2 separate regions of the Mus musculus genome follow, and region 2 is linked to region 1. A link is a contact called in public ChIA-PET data. All regions are on one chromosome and are shown on one strand. The core of a region is the stretch at or near the end of the contact, and the rest is flanking DNA. Distances in the headings are between cores, read along the strand shown. Region 1 holds the start of Tmem71 (transmembrane protein 71). Region 2 overlaps Tg (thyroglobulin).

What was found. ChIA-PET counts read pairs in DNA pulled down with a chosen protein or histone mark.
Region 2: an RNA polymerase II ChIA-PET map of effector CD8 T cells shows a contact between it and region 1, with 12 read pairs. The contact joins the enhancer-like site here to the promoter of Tmem71 in region 1. A contact is called at or near these places in 1 of 39 promoter capture datasets (the HPC-7 cell line), 1 of 484 Hi-C or Micro-C datasets (CD4 T cells), 3 of 115 datasets of contacts at active chromatin or transcription factors (effector CD8 T cells, memory CD8 T cells and microglia) and 3 of 9 other capture datasets (adipose tissue, liver and pancreatic islet).

Annotation. Positions count from the first base shown.
Region 1 is chr15:66,558,281-66,564,138 of GRCm38.p6, forward strand. Tmem71 (transmembrane protein 71) reads right to left here and starts at 2,766. Exons shown (of 10, transcript NM_172514.3): 1 at 2,450-2,766; 2 at 1,000-1,082. The coding sequence starts at 1,039.
Region 2 is chr15:66,795,922-66,801,444 of GRCm38.p6, forward strand. The region is part of intron 41 of Tg (thyroglobulin); the gene reads left to right. It overlaps Sla (src-like adaptor), which reads right to left. Exons shown (of 9, transcript NM_009192.3): 3 at 5,510-5,523. Among named protein-coding and RNA genes, the nearest start is that of Sla, 33 kb to the right of the region's middle. Within about 2 kb of position 4,005, at least 28 of the 459 cell types and tissues checked have an H3K27ac peak or open chromatin away from gene starts, as enhancers often do. A contact at or near this core is called in effector CD8 T cells, where this site is marked.

The sequences.
Region 1 (5,858 bases), core at 1,516-4,015:
GGGTGAGTATGAAGTGTAGATTTTGTGTGTGCAAGTGTGTGTGCACATTTGTGTGTCTTCCTTTATGGTTCTCCAGCTTGTTTGAGACAAGGTCTCTCACTGAACCTGGATCCCATCAATTCTCCTAGGATGTCTGTCCAGTATCAGGATTACAGGCTCATGACATCATACCCAGTCCTTTATATGGGATGTGTAAATCTGAATTCAGACTCTCATGCTTGCATGGTGAACATTTTACATGACAGTGCCTCTCCCCAGCCTGAGGGTTGATTTTTATTGATTTTAAATAGATGGCTTTTAAAACTATGAAGCCTGTAAAGACTTCATTAAAGAAGATCCAATCCATAGGCATGACAATGGGCTTCACTTGGAGGAAGATCGAAGGGGATTCGTAGTGTAAACTCTATCACACAATTTTATAAAAGGCAACGGCAGTATCAGGACTTCTAACAGCCTGGCTCAGAGAAACTTGATTTCTGTGCTGACAATTACTACTGAAAACAAATAAGGTAATTTAGACTTTCAGCTCAGGCTGTTATTTTATTAGTTAAAAAGAAAAAGAAAAAAAAAGAAGAACAACTGGGTGTGTGAGAGAGGGTTACAAAGAGGGTTGGGAGAGAAAAATAAGAGGAAGGAAGAAACCACTACCGTTTGAACAACGCCCTTATTTTCTGAAAGTTGTGATCAATCTTTCAGCATTTTTGTAGACAGTTTTGCATCTTAATAGTAGCCAATAAATGGCCTCCTTTCACATTTATGCATAGGCATCTAAAAAAATAGTGATTTTTTTTTAATCCTAAAAGAAAAAAAAATGCCACATTTCTTTCAAGGAAAGAAATGAAGTCGAAATCATTGCCAAAGCGCACACACTGGCATTTAAAAAACACAAGCTACTGACAGATGGCTAATGGTCTGAGTATCAGCAAAATCAAAGCAAGGAAATTGCTAAGAGGACTCTAATCGTTCAAAGATAATTGCACAGAGCAGTTTCACATTTACTTGCTACTGGTGTCGACATCAGTGGAGAGTCTCGGTACATCTTGAGAAGGCCGCTTGTTCAAACTTCACAGATTTTTTTTTTTCTGCAAAAGACGTTAAAAAAAAAAGATGGACTATATATTAAAAATAGACAAATGATGCCAAACAGATGGCGTCTACTAATTGCACTAGTCAGATTTGTTTGCTGAAATAGTACAGAGATGTAGGATTGGAGAAGCAGACCAGATTGTGGGACTTCAGTGTGGGGCTGCCTACTTTAAATTCTATTTTTCATTGTCTCATTCCTTAAGTCTGAATATTCTGTAAATAACAACACCATTGTGAGAGAAAAGCAATACTTACAAAGGTTTATTTGTCATCCAGATTAAATAGGTTTTTGTTACTTAATTAAGAAATCTGAAAAAGAGGCTGGTTCTAGTGTCCTTGAAACAAATGTGTATTTAAAGCAGCCAGCAGAACTAGTTTCATTATTGAGTTGCAGTAAGTGCTTGGAGATTGTTGCCATTGACAAGTGGCCATGGAGAAGGTCAAGGCTTTTGTGGTGGCTATCAGTCTGAACATTCCTAAACAGCATAAGCTATACTGAGCTACAAATAGACCACCACAACCCAGATTACAAAGTCACATTCCTGAAAGCTTAGAATTTACTTTTCAATTTCAAAGTAAGCATGCTTCAAAGTGTGCAATTTGTGCAAATATTGATCAGTTACCTCTTATCACATAGTTCTATCTCCATGTAGCTACTGAATTACATAAATTATATAAGTGTATACATATACATATGTTTGTATGTATATAAGTATATATGTATAATACGACCCTAGTAGTTTTATAAGGTGACATGAGAGCCTTTTATGATCTAGTAGTTCTGTCCCTGTTTTTGATAAACATGTCAACTAATAATTGATTGCTATAACATAATACATTAAATCAGTCACATCAACTCTAAGGCTCAAACTAGATTATTTAATAATGTATAGTGAACCTTTCAAGGAATCATATACTCCAGCTTATAAGATTGTCTTAAATAATACAGAACTTTCTAGCATTCTTTGGAAGATTTCTAAATAAAGACACACATTTTTAAAAAAGAAAATCACTGGTTTGAAAAAGATAATATCCATACAAGTGAACATACTAGCATGTTCCTTGTGATTTCAGCATTGAGTAATACAATAAGACTTTGTCCAGTCCAAATGACTATATGTTAGTTTTCCTCAGGCAGTAAGCTTAGTTTTAAGGCAAGGCATTGTGCAGCAGAAAGCAAGGTCTCGCTGTTTGATCTTACAAAAGCGAGGAGCCATGTACAGTGAGCATAATGCCCGCTAGTCAAGAATTAGTAACTGTGAAAACAACTTGCATTCACAGCTCAAGAACTTTTCAAGAAACAGACTCTGTCTACCAGCTCATCAAAGCAATGCATCTGTTCTGAAATATAACTTGCTCATACATATTCCTCCACAGGGAGTCCCCGGGCTCTTCTTCCGACTGATAAATGACAGGAGGGTTACTGAAATACGAAGCTTCCCAGTGGTTGGTAGTGCAGAAAGCTGGACCGAGCCGTTCTTCAACTGAAAAATCCCATCAGAATGTCAACAGGTGCAGAAGTGACTTCCCACAGAGCACCCCGTCTTCCCTTCTGGTTGGAGATGACCATGTCTCTGCCACTTTCACAGGGCAATTTGGTGGTCAGGGGCCTCTGGATCTTTCAGCTGCTTCCAAGAATAGAATAGCTTGTCATTCTTGGGAGTTAGTCTCACGGGCCTTGTTTACTTTCAATATCAGCCTTTCCGAACTAGAGGCAGGGCAGCAGAATGAGGTCATACTTCCTGTCACGATCGCATCAGTGGTGTTCACAGAGTAAATACAGCAGATCTTCTTGACCATCAGAAGGGAACAGGCAACCCAGAGTCAGGTCAACTCCATACATTGTGATCATTGAGGGATGCTTCTCAGAGCTTCTGTGTCACCTCAAACTATATTAACATGAGAAAATTTAAGCCATGTTTCCTGTTTGACATTTTCTGGCTATATTCAGTTATGAGTAGCATACAGTTATTATGCTCTTGGTCCAATTAACCTAAATATATCAAAGATAGCATCAACGCTATCAAGTTCAGGATGCTATAAAAGCTATATATTATCTATAATAATGTGATTTTTATGAGGCTATCCTCTGATACATATGCAACTAGAGACACAGTTCTGGGGGGAGGGCGGGGTTACTGGTTAGTTCATATTGCTGATCCTCCTGTAGGGTTACTGACCCCTTTAGCTCATTGGGTATTTTCTCTAGCTCCTTCTTTAGGGGCCCTCTGTTCCATCCAATAGATGACTGTGAGCATCCACTTCTTCATTTTCCAGGCACTGGCATAGACAGGCTAAGATTAAAATGGTCTTTCACGATAGCTTTGGGACCTCAGACTTGTGGCTTAGCATCTTTGAGCTGCAATTTTCTCAAATTTAAATGTAATAATCTATAGCCCCAAGGTTGGCCTGCAGAATCAAATGAGAAGAAAGAAGAAAGAAATAGCTGGGTACCTGAGGGAATGTGCAAGATGTATTCCTTATTGGATTTTGTGAATTGACTTCTCTTTGGAGAGCTTGATCAGGATGGTGGAGAGTTTGTGTTATTAATTCTTGGGGATTGCTACCGAGATTATTTTTGATGTTAGGAGATATCAGTATTATTTCCTACGCAGAATCCCACATTCTTTCCACCTCCATTGTCTCTCCCTGGGACTCCACTTACTACCTCATTCTGACTGTATTTTATGCTAACATTCCAACTGTCTACTTGGCCTCTATCCAACACATTATGCACATACATATCTCACTATGTAAATTTGATTATGTCATTCCTTAAATTAAAACCTTCATCTTTGCTCCTCTCTCATAATAAGTTCAAAATCACCCCTGCAGCCTATGAGGCAAGTTTTAGCCTCATACTGCACACATTCTATCTTCTAAAGTTTGACCATGTTGATCTTCAGCCTTTCATCTTGTTCAGGTTTGCTTTCACCTTGGAGTCTTTAAACATACTACCGTTGTTTCTACATCTTGTTCCTAAGCAACTCCTTCTACATGACCTCTCCTAGATCAAGTTATGAAGGCCACAGCTCTCTACAATTTTTATTTGGAGTGTGCGTCATAGCTACAGTTAAGGAACCAAGAGACTTTCTATGTTCCATCTCCTGCTTTACTTCAGAGCCTAAGGTCTATCTATTCTTTTCTTGTTATATATCATGGTGTAGTATGAGGTTTAGTACATACTAGGAAATTAAAAATGTATGAGTTGCATGACTACCAGCTACCTCAGTCTGGGCTTTTTGCCACACACACTACAGAATTATATCAGGGCCTGACATTGTTCTTCTGGTCAGAGTCTGGGAAAGCTAATAATCTGGAAAGAGTGGCAGGGATGTCATTCTAATACAGAAATTACTCCACAGTAAAATAAGTATCCAAAACTTAGTTGTTTATAGTGATATGCTTTTATTTCCTCAGGTGGTGACTTTGTAATTGGTCACCATGGCTAAGCTGAGCTTTTTTCCAGAACTCTTTCCACTTCATTTTCTACCCAGCAACCTGTGCAGAATGTGAAATGTGTTAATGGAGCATGAGCCTTGTCTGGTTATGTGAAGGTCCATGTGCTTGCCTAGTTGGACTCTCAGCTTGGCACAACCAAGAGTCAACTGAGACAGAAGTCTTAACTGAAAAATTTCCTAGACCTGGTTGGTCTGTAGACATATCTGGGGGTCAGGGTGAATCATGATGGTTAGTTCATGTACGAAGATCCAACCTATTGTTAGCAGCATCATTTCCTGGGCCATATAAGAGTAGAAAGAGCTAACTGAGAGCAAGCAAGCAAGGTTGTGTATATTTTGTCTTTGCTTTTAACTGTCAATGTGATGTGACAGCCTTACATAGCTGCTTCTGTTTCTGCCTTGACTTCCCCATCGTGATACACTGCAGCCTGGAATTGCAATCCATGCTAACTCTTTCCTCCCCTAGGTTGCTTTTTTTTTTTTTTTTTTTTTGGTCAGGGTATGTGTCACAACAACTATGACAATCCAGGCAAGTCAGACTCTGTTTTTATCTCATTCATGCAACCTGCATAGGATATTTGGATCTCCCTGTGGACTAAACTCAAGACTCCAGTCCCTACTGAGTCCTCTTCACTAGCTTCACAAAGCCTAGTCTAGAAGCAAGTATGGCTGCAAAGAAAACCATTAGATTCTCTTCAAAGCATCTTAGGTAATAAGGGTTTGGACTCTCAGGTGGGAACAGGTCAGCATGGCTGTAACTGACCAATCTGATTCTAGTTGTTCTTATGCTCTCAGCTCACCTTGCTCTGCTCTCTTCCACAGCTGTCTTTGGAACATGACTGACTCTCCTTTGAGCTCCCATTCTGTGCCATTGATTAGAACACCAAACCTGACTCTAACCAGCATGTATATTTGCATGAGGTTTAATCCCTGCTTTACAACTGTATACCCCACATCATTCCTAGTTGTTCTTCTTCTCTGCTTCAACTGGACTAAAATGCCCTGTCCTGTGTTGGCTGTACACTGGCTATAGTCCAATGTGCTTTGGACCATTATTGTATTTTACTTTTATGTTACTAGGTATTAAACTTAAGAATTTACACACAGAAGACAAGTACTCTATGTATAGCTAAAGCCCAAGCACTAGGCTGTCATTTCTTTAGTATCAAGGCTCAAGATTCAGCCTCATGATGGAATACCTTCTTGATTTAAAAAATAAAAAAGGCATTTAAAATTTTTATTTTATGCATATTAAGGGCACACAGTGACATTCTTAGACAAATGGATGGATCTAGAGGATATCATCTTGAA
Region 2 (5,523 bases), core at 2,755-5,254, 240 kb after region 1:
AGGTTAGCTCTGTAAGACTGCTGGCCTGAGCCAGTGACTGAATGATTCTAACACTGCCCTAACAAAACTTTTCAAAAAGAGGCTCTTCTCTTTGTGGCCCAGATACAACCCCACAAATGAGAAGCAGCACTCAAGTTGGATTAGGTTTGAAGAAAGAAGTTCTGAGTTCTGATAAGGGTAGAGCCAGCCTCTGGGGCAGGAACCTTAAGCAATCTTGGAGGTTACCATAAGTAAAAGTACCAATGCAGAGTGAGGTACAGGTCAACAGGGAAGGCCAGGCCATCAAGGAGCCCAAGATAAATCTTCCCTGAAAGTCTACCCAGCTGCTGGGGCTGCCATTCAAGAGTCTGGGTGCCTGAGGGTATGCCGCCTTTCATGCCCACCCAAACTAAGAACTTCCTATTCTGTAACCATGATGGGCAGGGGATGCTCCTGATACAGAAACACATGGTTCCTGGCCTGATGTACCTACCCAACTAGGAAACAGCCGCTTACTCCCTCAGCTCCCTCAGCTGAGAGCGACAGGTCTTTCCCAGACCTAGGAGCCTCAGCATGAGCTGTCCCTCTGCCTAGTCACACTGGATCTCTCCTCACCTCTGCTACCCTCAGCAACTCCAGCCTCTGGAAGAGACTCTGTGCTTTGCTAGCCTTTACTTGAAGTTTTCCTTTGAAGCAGTGTCTGAAAGTTGCCCTGGCACATCCATATGACTGTCAGAGGATGCCCTTACCTGGCTGTGAGCCCCTAGAAAACTGAGCACGGGGGGTATTCAGTGTCAGGCAGCCCTGGGCACAGCCTGGAGCTTGCCAGACACTCTAGGCATATGTGTGGGAAACAAAATGGAGCTGACTCTATGTTAGGGTTCTCTGTGCTGTCCCCAGAGAATTCCAGGCAGAGAAAAACTGATTGGTGTATCCCCATATGAAAAACTGTTAAAATGACTCCTAAAATACAATATCTATGACAAGAATAGACCCTTTAATTAGAGCCTGTGCTCACCATGGTGTTCGTGGCTTGATGTGGTCACATTGTACACTCCAGATTAAAACTGTGAAACATTACAAAGCCACCGTTTATAGTGTAAGAACAAAAGGAAACAGAAATAAAGAAAACACAAAAGTCCATTGTGCATGCAGGCATTCCAGGGGAAAAAAACAGAGGGATTCTGGGGGCTACAGATTCACAGTTGCAGAGGCAGATTCTCATGGAGCTTTTTTAACAGCCATGTTTTCACAGTTATGACAGTGAACTCTCGCCGGGACAGCCTTGTACTTGGTTTTCTGCCAAAGGGTTTCAGGAACATTAAATGTGTTCCTTCTCCTTATCACCAAAGGACAAACCAATAGAAGACACAGAGCCTGGCTTAAACCTCCAGGGAACATCAGTGTGGCCATAGTGAGCAAATTTGGCTTTAGGGCCCCACTGTCTTCCCTGAACTCTGATCTCTACAGGGAAATAAATATCTGAGGTGGGATTACAGGTTTTCTTCTCAGAGACATCTTCAAGCCTTCTCAGAGCCATGGGTTTATAAAAAATTGCATGTGTGGTTTTTTTATTTATTTAAAAAGAGACTAAACTTTTTGACAAACTGTATGGCAGACATTTTGACAAACGTTTAAGCTACCTGTTTAGGCAGACTTATACATGTAGCATGTAATGTGGAAGCAAAATGAGAGGATGGTACAAACCCATTAGGACTTTACCTTGTATACAAAGTAGAATTTCATTCCTTTTTCAGAAATCTAAACATTTAGATACTGCCATATAATGAACGAGGCAGGAAAGAGGCTAAGGAAGGAGGGCCATGGTCAGTAATGAGAGTCACAGAGTACATCTGTGCTGGCCATGAGGAACTCAGAGCATTTGAAATCAGCTGGGCTGACCCACACACCACCACTTTAGAGATCTGTGATTTGAAGCAAGGCTTCTTTTAACTAACTAGAGCTTGGCTCATTCACATATTAAAACAGAATATATCAAAATCTGCCTTGTGGTGGATTATGTGGACTTCATGACTCAAAGGAACATTCCCACAGAGGATAAGCACACTCTTTCCCAATCAAGACCAGCTCCAGCTGGACCATCTCAGTGTTACTGACACAAAGGAGAGGCAATGTGAGGCTTTCTTACTACCTTTGGCCCATCTAAATACAAACTCCACTTGGTAAGAGGAGAAAAGGAAAATCCAAATATTTGCTGATACCTGGGGAATGAGTAGGGATGGAGAAGTGAATATACAAATGTATCATGTAAGGACAGGAACCCAGACAGAGGTTACTGGCCACATGTTACCTAGCTCGAAGAGCAGGCCTTTGTGGCCTGTTTTTTCTTTAGCATGCCACAGCCACTTCATTTCTAAAGTTAGCACCTGCTCAGTAGCCCCATTGGTGTCTGTAGTAGAAACTGTACCCATCCCTTCTTTCTCATATTCTCCCCAGCCCTGTGGGTCACCCATTCTTACTTGGGGGATAGAATGAGCAAAGCTGGAGAGTTGATGGCATGTCCACAGAACAGCATGAGACTACAGGCCTATGGTCACTTCATTTAGCTCTTTTTGCACCTTGGGTCTAGGCTCTCCTCAATCAACAATCCATCCCCCACAGATAAAGACCAGATAGATCCAAGTGAGCATTCAGAGCTCATGCAGGCAACACCTGTGGCTAGTGGGTGCAGGGCTAAATGGCTGCATTATTTCAACTTCTGCTTTCATCCTGTTTTGACTCATATCCAAACACATTGCCTCTGAAAGGTCACCTTTAGGCCTGACTTTCAGTAAGTTTATCAGTAAGCAAAGCAGCACATATGAACATAGCCAACCAGATGGAGCTGCAGGCTGGCTTGGAGGAAGGCCTACGAAGTTCTGCTGATGCATGGAAGCCAGGTCTGTGGGTCCTACCATCTACAGGTATGGATTTGATAGGTTACCTACTTGTATTTTATATTCTTTAAGGGTAAAATGACTCAGAAGTCAAATATCCTTCCACTTAAAGCCACCCCATGCTCCAGGAATGGGTTAGTGATATAGAAATGAGGACCTAAGCTAAGATCTGACTGGTACTTCATTTATAAGTTCTTGCAATGGCCCAAGAGTTTTTGTGTCATTGAATCTGTTAACTGGGCATAATTCCTTACTCCTGGCATATCCTCTCTCTGAGCACAGTCTACCCTGGGATTATGATGGAGTTCTTTTGTTTTTGTTTTTGTTTTTTAAAGACAGGGGAGGACTCTGACCACTACACTCAGTTAATCTGCTTGTTTCTCCTCTCACATCCCTGATGAGCTGGAGGACATTAGGCATGGCCTATGACATGCCCTCAGTTTCCTCGACTGCAAATTGAAGAGTGTGATAGTGATAATGTGGTTGGACTATTATAAAAATTAGGAGCTGCTTTGAAGGAATTTTCACGTGAGATGCTATTCTTATGTGATATGCATATGTATATCCAATGGCTCACATCATATGCATAAAGCTCTTAGAGCCATGTGTGGCACACCTCAGGCACCAAGCCACACTACAATTATCACTGTCATAAAAATGAGAACTGAGGAGACACCATGATGACCTGGCTAGTCAGCTCGTGATTGTCTTAGATATGAAAGCACAACTAGCACTGGCCTGGGATCTGCTAGCTTTAGGGGCGTAAGACCTTCCAGGGCCTGGTTGGAAACACAGCTCGCTGATATCCACCTTCCACCCGCCATCACAGTTCTGCTGGGCCTTCAGATTTACTTGTTTCCTTCCTCTCCTTACCTTGCTCAGTCCTGTTTTTCACGGGTATCAACTCTGCAAGGGCATGTTGACTGGGTGTGATTTGATTTGTACCTGGGCACAGTGGCATGGGTTCTGAGCACAGCTGGTTTGCATGGTCAATTCAGACATGAGGTGTCACTGTAGGTCACAGTAATGCAGATGGAAGAAACCAATCGGCAGGAGTGGGGGAGGGGACTATTACAGCAGAGTAACTAGGTTGTCTTTATTGGGTGGAAATGTGTTTCCCCAACATCCTGGGAGGCCCCCGGTTTTTAATTAATTCTGTGCTGTATGCATGTGGCCCTCCCTGAGGAGGTGTCTGAAGTTTGTGTGGACTGGAAAATTCACTATTTGCAATTCTGTGAGAAAGTTCCTGGGGTTGCCAGTTCCACTGCATTCATACTTGAGGGATGTTCACACTTGAGGGAAGCTCACACTTGAGGGATGGTTATATAGATACAATCTACTGAGGTTAGCAGACCTCAAGTGGATCTCAAAGTGTTCCCACCCTACAACCAGGTCACTGCTCTTTGCTCTACTGTGGTGGCACAAGATCAAGGTTAAGTCCCTTAGGAAAGCCATAGAAGACTGGGGGTACTTCCCCAAGGTCACACAGCTTCTAAAGGACACCACTTGGGGGTCTTTTTCCTCTGAAATGTACACTATTCCCAACAGATTGACTACTTCTTTATGACATTAGTTCCTAGGAATCACCCTGATGAAGAACATACATGCCCAGGCATTCACTGTCCTGGCATGCTGAAGAAGGAGCTCTTAAAGGCCAAGAGAATTCTTTTGTCTTGAGATTCATAGGGCAGAACCTCCTGCCCTGAGCTTTTTGTCACCCAGGCTATCAGAGGAAGCCTCAGCAATTCAGGCAATGCCTGATTCGAGTCAATTAGAGTAGCAGTGACCTGGCAACTTCTCCCTCATTCAAATAGGTATGTGAAGAAAGATGAAGTAGAATCAGACCTGACAACAGAGGAAGCTTTTCAGGGTGGGACAATTGTGCGACTATCTGGAGTATACCCTGGTACAGGCCGGAGAAATTTTTCTAAACCAGCAGTCAGAGGGAGACCCCTGAACCTCCTTCTCAGATGCAGCCTCTTGCCCACATAGTGGAAAAAGAAAAAATTTTACTTTATGTCAATTAGCATTTTAAAAGTAAAAGCAAATGGGCAAGTCTTTTGAGGTTTGTTTTCATTAGACTTGCTCAAGCATAAAGGCCCTTCTGCCCCAGACTGTATTCCTAAAATTCAGAGAGAGAGGAAGGGAGGGAGGGAGGGAGAGGTGGAGGGAGAAAGGAGGAGAGAGAAAGGGAGGAAGGGAGGAAAGTTGGAAGCCTATGCTTTTCATGTAGGAAAACTACAGTGTATACAGATAGACAAACCGGAAGTCATGAGCTGAGGAGCGCTGAACTCCCTCTGCCTCCTCTCAGAGGCCTTGCTCTCAGTTCATGGCTCTTTCAAGAACACATGCACACAGGATTTGAGATTTTAAACTTTACAGTGGCTCAAAACCTGTATGTACTCTGTCAAAGGAGCCTACCAGTCTCAGAGTTCCCTCTAAAGATGACAACACTTTCACACCGCCAAGTATCTAACCCTTCCAAATGTTCATTCTTAACTATTTGAAGCACAAAGTGAGGGAATGATACAATGTCACACAGGTACCCACTGCCCAGTTTTAACAAGAGCCACCACCCACAGTGGGCTATTACAGGACTGAGTTAAATATCTCTCTAGAGAAGTCAGACTTACCCTCACTGCTGGAT